Linked DNA regions of Mus musculus: region 1 is linked to region 2. The links are chromatin contacts, called in public Hi-C maps. All regions are on one chromosome and are shown on one strand. Each heading gives the region's core, a stretch centred on a gene start, on an enhancer-like site or on the middle of the called end of the contact. The rest is flanking DNA. Distances are from core to core; before and after follow the strand shown.

Region 1 (5,241 bases), core at 399-2,898, 230 kb after region 2:
GAAAAACCTTAGACAGGGCTGCCAACTACAGACAAGAGAAGCTGCCCCGTGTATTAGTGGTGGACACCAGGAGGTTATAGAAGATCTACCCAAGAGGAAACAGCCAGCCAACCTTGCCCCTCCACAAATACACACCCCAGTCAAAGAAATGATGGGCTTTCTGCTTTATTTCTCAGGCATCAAGCTGCTGGAATGGGGGGGGGTGCAAAAAATTCAGGACTAGAAGAGCTAGGGGACCTCCAAAAAACAAATAGACCCAGTGTCTCATGTAAGCCAGCTGTTTCCCTGAGGGTCTGCCTTCTCACTCTGAATAGAACAAGGGTAATGACTTTCACCAGGGAAACAGCACCTAGAGGTAGAGACAGTAGGGAAGGGGGGCACTTCCTGGCCATGCCTCAGTGAGCATACCCAGCAACAGGCCAGCATCATTCCATCCACGGATTCAGAGCCCCAGCCTGGGGTCACAGCAAGCCCTACCCACCCCCAAGCCCCATCTAATAAATGAAGACCATGCTGAGGGCTTCATATAACCCAGTCTCCTCCCTACAGGACAGCTCCGATTTCTCTCCTCTTATAGCTCTATGGCCAGCCTGAGGCCAGTACCCAGTGACCAGGCTCTCATTCCAGGTTGTACTGGCTGGTTTTCTGTGTCAACTTGACACAAACTGGAGTTATCACAGAGAAATGAACCTCCCTTGAGGAAATGCCTCCATGAGATCCAGCTGTAAGGCATTTTCTCAATTAGTGATCAAGGTTGGGAGAGCCCATTGTGGGTGGTGCCAACCCTGGGCTGGTAGTCTTGGGTTCTATAAGAAAGCAAGCTGAGCAAGCCAAGGGAAGCAAGCCAGTAAGTAACATCCCTCCATGGCTCCTACGTCCTGACCTGCTTGAGTTCCAGTTCTGACTTTTGGTGATGAACAGCAATTTGGAAGTATAAGCTGAATAAACCCTTTCCTCCCCAACTTGCTTCTTGGTCATGATGTTTGTGCAGGAATAGAAACCCTGATTAAGACACAGGTACAAGGATTTACCATGAAAGGCCCTCTGAGCTCAAGTTCTGTATCAGCCCCCAGGCAGAACTTCTGGCTTCCTCATACGGAAGGATTCACCTGTTAAAAATCTGTTTACAAATTCACTCTCATGGGAGGCTGTAGCAGAGGGTAGCTTAAACCAAGAGTTTAAAAGCTGTCTGAGAAACACAGAGAGACTGTCTCAAAACAAAAACAAAAACAAAAACAAACAAACAAACAAAAAAAAAAAACACAGCCACAAATGTACTCCAAGTTGACCTGGAACTCATAACAATCCTCCTGCCTCACTCTGACAAGTCCTGAGACTAGTAAACCACCATATCTGTCTGTAGATTCAGTCTTAAAACTTTCTCTGATCATTTTCTGTGTCAGGAGTAGGGGAGAGGAGTCTCTCTCTTAGCAACTCTAGCATCTAGACATCTGCTTATAGGCTCTATGGATGGATGGATGGATGGATGGATGGAGTGATCGATCATTTGCATCATTGCCTGAGCTGGAATCTGAGATCAGATTCCTAGAAGAGAGGAAAATGGGAGTGGAGGACATGAAACTCACTTGATGGGCCCTGGGAACCAGCCATCTGTGTCATGGCTTCCTGCCAATGAGATGTCCATCTGCCACAGTGTCCTGTATCCCTCAAGCCCTGGCTGAAAGCAGCTGTAACACTGGTCTCCATTGGCAACAGTCATGTCTGGGGCCTGCTCATGTAAAAGTTGCTGAGTCTGCTGCTCTGAACATCCCTGGAAGTATCCAGGCCCCACCTGGCTCCAGCTGTGCTCTGAGGTGAATGGCCGCCTGGAACAGCCAGGGTTAGGATGAGAATATTAGGCATTTGTGGTCTGAAAGGCCCCTGGCTTTAAGAGAAACAACCATTCTCACAGGAGTCTGGCTCCCTGCATCCTGTACCCCGAAGATCAGCAGGCTCCCTGGATCTCAGCAAAAAGTAGTGACAGTCCTGCCCTGACTACACTTCCAGGGTGAAATGTCTGTTAGAGATTCTTGGTTTTCTTTAAAACCCTTCTCACTGGTATCACAGCAAAATTAACCCAAAGTGACCAATGATCCAAACTCAAAGGGCCCCAAGCTCAAAACTCAGGAGTAAACGGAATAGATAGCCTTGTGACCATGGAACAGGATACGGTTTCTCAGTTGGAACACCCACCAAAAGTCCAAAAGCAAAAGAAAAATTAGTTGAATTAGATATCACCAAAGTTTAAAATCTTTTGTGCATCAAAGAGCACTGCCAACAGGGTGAAAGATGAAAGGTTAAGTCATGTGCATGTCTCCTGGGGCTCACATCCTGACTACACCAGGAACTCCAGTTTAGAATGACTGACATCCCGACTCAGACATGGGCAGAGGGTCTTGCTGCAGACCCAAACCCTCGTGCCACAGTTCCCATGGGACAATATTTGGAGATAGGCCTTTGGAAGGTGACTCAGGTGAGACAAACACATGAGAGCCAGGCTCTCAAATGGGACCCGTGTTCTTGGAAGAAGAGATGCCCAGACGTTTGCTTCTCATGAAGACTCTGTGAAGGCAACCATCTACAGACAAGCAGCATCATTGTACTGGTGGTGCCTGACCTCAGAGTTCAGTTTCCGGAGCTATGAAAAAATGACTATCAGTAGCTTCAGCCTGTAGGGCCATAGGGCTTTGGTACAGAGGCCCAAGAAGACTATGGCAGACCCAATGTCTTAGGGTTTTACTGCTGAAGAGACTCCATGACCAAGACAACTCTTATAAGGATGTTTAATTGGGGCTGGCTTACAGGTTCAGAGATTCAGCTCATTAATCAAGGCGGGAGCATGGCAGCATCCAGGCAGGTATGGTGCAGGGGTAGCTGAGAGTTCTACATCTTGTTCCAAAGGCAAACAGGAGAATACTGGCTTCCAGGAAGCTACCATGAGGGTCTTAATGCTCATGCCCACAATGACATACTTCCCCCAACAAGGCCACACCTACTCCACAAAGTCACACCTCCTAATAGTGCCACTCCCTGCGCCAAACACATTCAAACCAGCACATCCAAACAGTAATTCCTCCAAAGAAAATACATCAATAACCACAAAGCACAAGAGCTGCAGGCAACATACAACCCAGCCACAGTGAGGCGGCAACCAAGATCTGTTGGGATGCTGCTATTTATCCAAGAAAATAAACCAGAACACAGCAAATTCTGGTGAGGCTGTTGGAGAAATTAAAACCCTGGCTCTGTTGGAGGAGTGACAAATGGCACAGCGGCTGTGGAAACAGCATGGTGGCTCTCAGAGAGCTAAAAATAAAATGACCATGTGACACAGTAATTCCCATTCTGGGCATACAATAAAAAGAGTCAAAATGGCCACGAGAGCCAAACGTTTGCAACCCAAGTGTCCACCTACAGATGAATGTTGGGCTGCCCACCACATCACCGTCTGTCTGTAAAAGGAAGGAGGGGCTGAGGCTATGGCTCACTCAGTAAGGGGCTTGTTGCACAAACATGGAGATCAAGTACAGGACCCTAAAACCTATATAAAACTAAGTGTCAAATTCAGAGAGGCAGGCAGCCAGTTGGCTGTTATGGAGATGGGAGGACAGTTTGAGTTTGTGGACAGCAAAGGCTCCAGAGTGATAAGGATGATGGTGACACATTGTCCATGCACGTGAGGCTACCACTCTGCACTTTAAAATGGGGAAGATGTTGAATTTCATGTTATATATATTTTATAAGTTTTTAGCAGGAAACCAATGTGCCAATTAAACTCACACAATAAATATCACCTTGCTACAAGTATAAAAGTAGTATTGATTTTGTATTGGTTTGGTTTGGGTTTCTTTAAAATTGATTGATTTTATGTGAGTACACTATCACTCTCTTCAGACACACACGAAGGGGGCATTGGATCCCATTATCGATGATCTGAGCCACCATGTGGTCGCTGGGAATTGAACTCAGGACCTCTGGAAAAATAGTTGGTGCTCTTAACTACTGAGCCATCTCTCCAGACCTTTTTTGTTTGATTGGTTTGGTTTGTGGATTTTGGGGGCTTTTTTTAATCTCCCTTGTTTGAATTTTTCAATTATCTAAAGCTTTAAATAAATTAATCTAAGCTCCAACCTAATAATGTTGCTTTCTGTGTGGTGTCCCAATAGCTAGAAGAAGGCAGAAAGAGAGATTGAATTCTAGGGTGCTTGCTGGATAGAATCCCAATAAAGTAATATACCATAAATGGCATTGTCCAGCCTGTGCTCCATCCCCCAGTCCAGGACTGATACTTGTGGGAGCCCTTCAATAGAGACCAAGTGTAGTGTTTGGAGCTAGCCTCTGCTTGTGAGGAACAACCATGTGAGTGCAGGTCAGGACTCCACAGAAGAGCTGGGCATGTGTTTCCCAGACTTGCAGCTGGCTCCTGAAGTCCTGGTGTACAGTGAAAATTCTGGAGTGTTGAATACAGAAACACAGGGAAATATAAGAATATGCTTTTGTTTTAGTTGCAGATGTAGAGATATGGGCTGCTTTGGACTGTCTGCAGCAGCTGACTATGATTTGCTGCGTGCTCTAGCAGAGGCATGATTTTGCCAGCTGCAGATAGCTTCCATGATTGTGTGACATTTAGAATTCCAGGAGCTTTCCAGAGGGTATGTAAACGCTAGGGCCCCAAGAGGTGGGTAGGAGGTCATTCAGGGTGGCTGGCTGTGGTTTGTTAGTAGTCTTGCTCAAAGAAGAAATGAGAAGAAAGAAAATTAGATTCAAGGATCTCCATCTCTTCCTCTCCCCTCTATCCTTCTGTCTCTCCTATCTAGTGACAGTGAGTGAAACTAGGAAGGGAAAGAGAGGGAAAAAAGAAGAACTCACAAAGTAGAAGGCTCCCACAGGCTCTGTCCCTGCAGACCAACCGTTACAGGCAGGTAGTCATGGTGCTGGAGTTGAACATTTACATTGTGATCAGCAAGCACAAGGCAGAGATAGAGGTAGAGAGAGAATGAGAGAAGCATTGGGAATGGTGTGGGCTTTTGAAACCTCAAAAACCACCCTCAGTGACACACCTCCCCCAACAAAGCCACGCCTCCTAATCCTTTCTAAACAGTTCCAGCAACAGGGGGCCAACACTCAAGTATATGAGTCTATGGAGGCCATTCTCATTCAAGCCACCATGGACTATAACCTGGAACTGTAGGCAATAAATAAATAAATAAATAAATAGCAACCTTTCTCCTCTACTTTGTC
Region 2 (5,456 bases), core at 559-3,058:
GTGTGGCCACAACAGAGAGCAGCCAGTGAAAGGTGACCAGTAAACCTATGGAATCCACAGTTTCCAGGTCAACCCAAGTCCATAGCTACCTACCTCAAGCTTGCTCCTCCAGGACATGGCTTCAGTATCATAAAGATGAGATCTTTTAGAACAGTCGCTTGAATCTCGCCTTTACTTCACCCCTTTCCTGCAGTCTGCCTTCTACATCTGTACCTTGCCTCCCCTGCCTCTTGTCACCATAACAAGCCCTTGCCAGGTCCAGAACTGTTCCCCTAACAAGTCAAAGGGAAATTCTCACTCTGTAGTCTATGACATCATCCACAGAGAACTCCTTATTCATCTCCAGGCACTCAGATCTCCTGGGCTATATCTGTGCTGGTCTCTCTCTCTCCTCTACCGCCCAGAACTACATAAATACCACCACAGAAGGCAGCTTGTATGCCTGTCCCTGCTTTATCCCACCCAGGCTCAGATCACCCTTGGTACTTGTACCTCTTAGCAGGAGAGGCCATCCATAAGAAGATCATGTCCTGCTTCTCAGGCTTAATTCCAGGAGAGCTAAGCTTGCCCTGCCTGGCCATTCGTGTCTTCATTAATGCATCTATCATACCTGCTTGCAACTTCTTTATACAAAACTGGAAATAGAGACCAAGATATAGTCCCTGAGGTCTCTGAGCCCCTCAGATAGACGTGATTTACACTGTCTACCATCAAGTTTACTCTTGTTCAGTGAGCATTGGTGGATGGATGGATGGATGGATGGATGGATGGATGGATGGATGGACAAAAGAAGAGAGATCTCAGTGAAGATGTTAAAGGAACCTGTGAAGGATCTGATTTCAGTTTCAGAGCCTAAACAGACATGCTTGGGTCTTAGTAGAAAATAAGATCCACCATGGTTAAAGGGATGAGAAGGGACAAAGAAAGGACAGGGTGTGTGATAGTAAGAAGATGGGAACACGTAGCTGCCATTGGATATATGATTTGAATACAAGACCAAGGGGCCCACCTACAGGCTTTTCACAAGTTCCAGAAGGACCGCCTATAAACTATAGCCTTCCCTCCAACCCATTCCTCCTTGATCTCCTCCACCAGTGAAGATGGAAGATACTCATGCTGAGAGACTGGTGTAAGTCACGGAAGGTGTGGTTTTAATCTGATAAGTGGTTAGCAACAAAGTTAATGAGAGAATCCAGTTCTGAAATAGAGACAATGGTGCAGGAAGGTTCCGACATAGAGAGCCATGCCTACTCACACAGCCTAGTGGGCCAAGCCACAGCCTTATCCTCAGGAGTACTGACAGGTTCCTGCCATGAGCAGATAAATTGAAGCTTAGGGTGTTCTGGGGAGCTTTCATGTGGACTGGTGCTCAGAGCTATAGCTCTGCAAGGACTGTGGTATATTCAGAGTATTTTTGAGACACATGTGTAGACTGTAGACCAAGGCCCACACTGTGGGGTAAGAGCACCCACTCAGCTTTCAGAGACAGACTGAAGAGCAAGCACCCACACAGATGTGGATGGGCCAAGGGTGGCAGCATGGGGGTACGGTATATAAAAACACCCAAAGTGGTGGAGGTGAGGGAGGAGAGAGTGGACTTGGGAGTGGCAGTGCAGGGAACTCTAGGAAGAGAAGTCATGGCTCACAGCAGCAAGTGGATAGAATGGGAAGCATCAGCGACTCCATTCGTTCTCCACTGTCACACGACCATCAAACATCACTGTTGGATAGCCATGGAGGACACTATCAGAAAGAGGTTGAGGATGAGGGTCAGACAGGTGTCACTCACATGTCCATGAGAGAGGTGCGGCCACCAAATGTCCTTTGTCCTGGCTTCTAGAAGCCCAGAGATGGTAAGAGTCTCAGAGTTGCTGGGATGGGAACGGTCAGGGGTATTTGGGGAATCGGACCGAGCTGGGCTTGTTTACAGACAGTAAAAATGGAACCTTAGAAAAAAAAATCTGTGGGAGCCGGGTGGAAGCTTCTAGACAAAGAGGTGATGACCGAGAAATATAGGAAAGATTTTAGAGCCCGGGAGACATAACATGGAGGAGTCTCTAAAGAGACTGGGCACTGAGTACTGTGGGAAGTCATTTCCAGAAGCCATGGGGTCGCCACACAAAAGCTCCAGGAGGGTGGCCCATTCTCACTGTCTGTAAGGAGTACCTCTGTGCAAGCTGCCTCCTGCGGGCAGCTCCTGTGGTCACTGTAGCACATGTGACTAAAACATTTAATAGCATCTCTGCCCTTCACTGAAGGCCTGGAGTATGGGCTCATATGCAGCAATTCCCTTTGAATTGAAGCTTTCCCTCCTGGAAGGAGAGAAACGCTTTGAGACTCAAGAAGTAAACAGACCTCATAAGGCGAGGAGAGCTGAAACATGCCAGATAACCAAAGACTCTCCCCAGTACTATAGTACTAAACAACTGCAGGGCAGAGGCCCTCCCCCTCTTGACCAGTTCGGCTTCCTAGAAAAGAGTCTCTGGCCTGTGAACAATCCTGAAAGTAAAGCAGGGATCTCCCAGGACACAGCTTCTGTGAGCAGACATCCAGGTTGGGGTGAGCTTTTGTTCCTTTGAGTTATCCATGCTCCTGAAGGAACCCCAATAAACTCACTGGCTTGCTGAGGTGGGCTTTGGTGGACTCATTTCTTTGGTTTGCTGCTATGCTCTGTCTGGGACAAAGAGACACTTCTCTGCATCTCGTCAGGAAAACTTAGCACAACACATGGCTTGGGTACACGGAAGCTCACACTTCCGGTGGTTTTCCTTTAACACGAGCATCACAGCCTCCCAGAGAAGCCGTACAGCCATATGCTCTAGTGAGGACCTGCCATCTGCAGGCAGTGGGTCTCATTTTAATAGGTAATTGATTGGACGTGGGCCCACTGCCACTCGAGAAGAGGCCCAGCCTCCAGGGAGGGCCCACCTGTCTCTGGCAGCAAGGGTGGGCTCTTCTGACTTTTCAAGATAATTGAGTGTGACGCCTGCTGCTGCCAAACACTGACACCTCCAGGGTGGGCAGAGGAGGGCTCTGTTTCCAGGCATCTGTCTGGTACTCCTAGAAGAAGCCTCCAAACATCCTAAATTCAGAGTCCACAGAGATGGCTTATGAAATAAAGTTCAGCCCCATGCTCTGGGATTGAACTCCTTCTGCTCTGAGCCCTTGCAGAATCCAAGTGTCTGCCCCCTCACTGCTGACAGGGACATGTCCCACCATTGTGGCCCTCACCATCACCAGGACAGAATGTTTCTATCACACAAAGGAACCCCCTGCCTATAAGCTGACTCAGGACACTGTACTGCCCCCAGCCTTACTGTCTCTAATCTTCCTGCAGTCAGGTTTAAATATTCTGGACATTTCTTGAACATTAAATCATGTACTATCTTGTCTGCTCTTCCAGAGGTTCTGAGTGCAGTTGCCAGCACTCACAGGGCAGCTCACAACCATCTATGATGGGATCTGATGCTGTCTTGTGCTATATAGACACACATGTAGACAAAGCCCTAAAATACATAAGTAAAGAAATCTTAAAAAACAAACAAAAAGAAGATTTGCTGTGCCAGGAAAATGTTAGCGATCCCCCAAATAACAGACAGGAGCCGATCTGATGCAACTCACAGCAGGGTCTTTATTCTACTTGAGCTAGCTTGCTTCCTCCCTCCCCTGCCCCCTAATGCACTGCCATCACACAGGATGGTTTGGTGGTCAGAGCGGACAGGAAGGTGTGGAGCCCCAAATGTCTATGTGGGCAAGGCTTTAGAGTAAGCAGCAAGCAGGGAATGCGTGTGCAAACATCTAATTGGGAAGCTACTGTGCCCTTTAACATAATTGGCTGGTGCTGGGAGTCATATCATAAACTGAATTTCTGCTCCCCTCTGCATTGGTGATTGTTAGGCAGGGGGTGGACTTGTAACCTGGGGGCGCAGGTTTGTTGGAGGAATAAGCTGGAGACACTGGTCTTGTTGAAGGTGTAACCTGGATTAGCCTAGAGACTGGAGCTAGGCTCAGGTTTTGTTGGGGGGCAACTTAGAAACTAATGCTAGGTACCAGCCTGTTCGTCTACCCTGAGTTTAAACTTAGGTCAGGTTATCTAAAATGAAATCTGAACTTAAAATCTTTGGCATCTCAGATTTACTTCCTGCTAGATTTAATGATGCACACCTTTCATCCCAGCATAAGGCCGAATCAGGCAGGTCTCTGTGAGTTCAGCCTGCTCCATGTATTGATGTCTGGGACAGCCAGGGCTCTGTAGGGAGATGCTGTCTCAAAAAGAAATAGACAAGAAAAAAAAAAAAAAAGATTCCCTTTCTTCCTAATTCTGTGCACTCCTGTGTGCGAATGTACATGTGAAAGCAAGTACCACATAAAGCCAGAAGGGGGTGCTGGCACCCTGAAATTGGAGTTATGGGTGTTTGTGACCCATCTCACCTGGGAGCTGAAAAACTAAGTCCAGGCCTCTGCAAGAGCAGCAGATTTCTTAACCACTGGGTCAACTTTCCAGCCTCAGTTGGTATTTTTAATAGACATTGAGGCAGGAGGTAGCTCACTGTAGAAAACTTGGGGAAAGGCCCCATTGGAAAGCTCCATATTGGTCCCAAAAGATACAGCGAAACCACTTAAGATACTCGCTGCTGCTGAGTAGGATATTGCAGCATAAGAGGAAAGACAGGGCTCTGGGAAGCAAAGTCAATAGCAACTTCCAAGACGTTCTAAGAAACCTATGCAAGGAACCTATTATCACAGGTTCTTCTAATGCAGCTAATTGTAATGGGGGAAAAACTATAAGTAAGGCTGGCTTGTAAAAGGCTTCCATTTATCTCAGGTAAAGAGACTACCCCCAGACTGTCCAGTAGACAAGGAGTTAATGAGGTAACCAAGAAAGACCACACCTGTATTTTAATATCTGTGATAAGCATTAACTCTAGGGAGAAGCTGCACTCTGGCCACATATAAAAGAGTATGATCTGACAGCCAGCAGACCCCACCAAAGTCAAAGACCAGCAAGACCTAGTAAGCTGGTGGCACTAGCAATGACAGCTCAGGCTAGTGGGTAGCAGACAGGACAAGGTTGGCAGTTAACACAGCAATAGAGACAGACAGAGGGGGCTTGAAAGTATAAACACTCCCAGAATTGGGTGGGCAGCATATGTACAGTATTTGATCATCATGGGCATGTACATCCATGTGTGCATGCATGCAATGTGAGTGCAGATGTTTATGGTGGCCAGAAGAGAACTACAGCCTCAATTATCACTGGCCAGAAAAACGTGTAGAGTTTATTATCCTGTAATTTGCTCAACTTGTGATATGCCCAGAGAATTTATACCAACCCATCTCGGTAGAAATTACCTCAGTCTTTGTCCAGTTTTAACCATATGTCTGTAAAACCCCCTAGATTAGATCAACTTTCCTAATACTGTGACCCTTTAAAATACAGTTCCTCACGTTGTGGT

Evidence for each region. A called contact is a pair of places that touch in the nucleus more often than the background predicts.
Region 1: a contact with region 2 is called in a Hi-C map of cerebellum, with 2.0 times the contacts expected there. The contact joins the enhancer-like site here to the promoter of 4930445N06Rik in region 2. A contact is called at or near these places in 3 of 39 promoter capture datasets (the C10 cell line, embryonic stem cells and hippocampal neurons), 2 of 15 datasets of contacts at CTCF or cohesin (embryonic stem cells and pro-B cells), 61 of 484 Hi-C or Micro-C datasets (the 63-12 cell line, the BV-2 cell line, the CH12 cell line and 28 more), 3 of 115 datasets of contacts at active chromatin or transcription factors (a beta-TC-6 cell line and embryonic stem cells) and 2 of 9 other capture datasets (adipose tissue and liver).

Annotation. Positions count from the first base shown.
Region 1 is chr15:88,541,118-88,546,358 of GRCm38.p6, forward strand. No RefSeq gene overlaps it. Among named protein-coding and RNA genes, the nearest start is that of Gm35831, 29 kb to the left of the region's middle. Within about 2 kb of position 1,649, at least 6 of the 459 cell types and tissues checked have an H3K27ac peak or open chromatin away from gene starts, as enhancers often do. A contact at or near this core is called in cerebellar granule neurons, cerebellum and stem cell-derived neurons, where this site is marked.
Region 2 is chr15:88,315,367-88,320,822 of GRCm38.p6, forward strand. It overlaps 4930445N06Rik (a long non-coding RNA gene), which reads right to left and starts at 1,809. Exons shown (of 7, transcript XR_875554.1): 1 at 1,790-1,809. All of the region lies in intron 1 of B230214G05Rik (RIKEN cDNA B230214G05 gene), which reads left to right.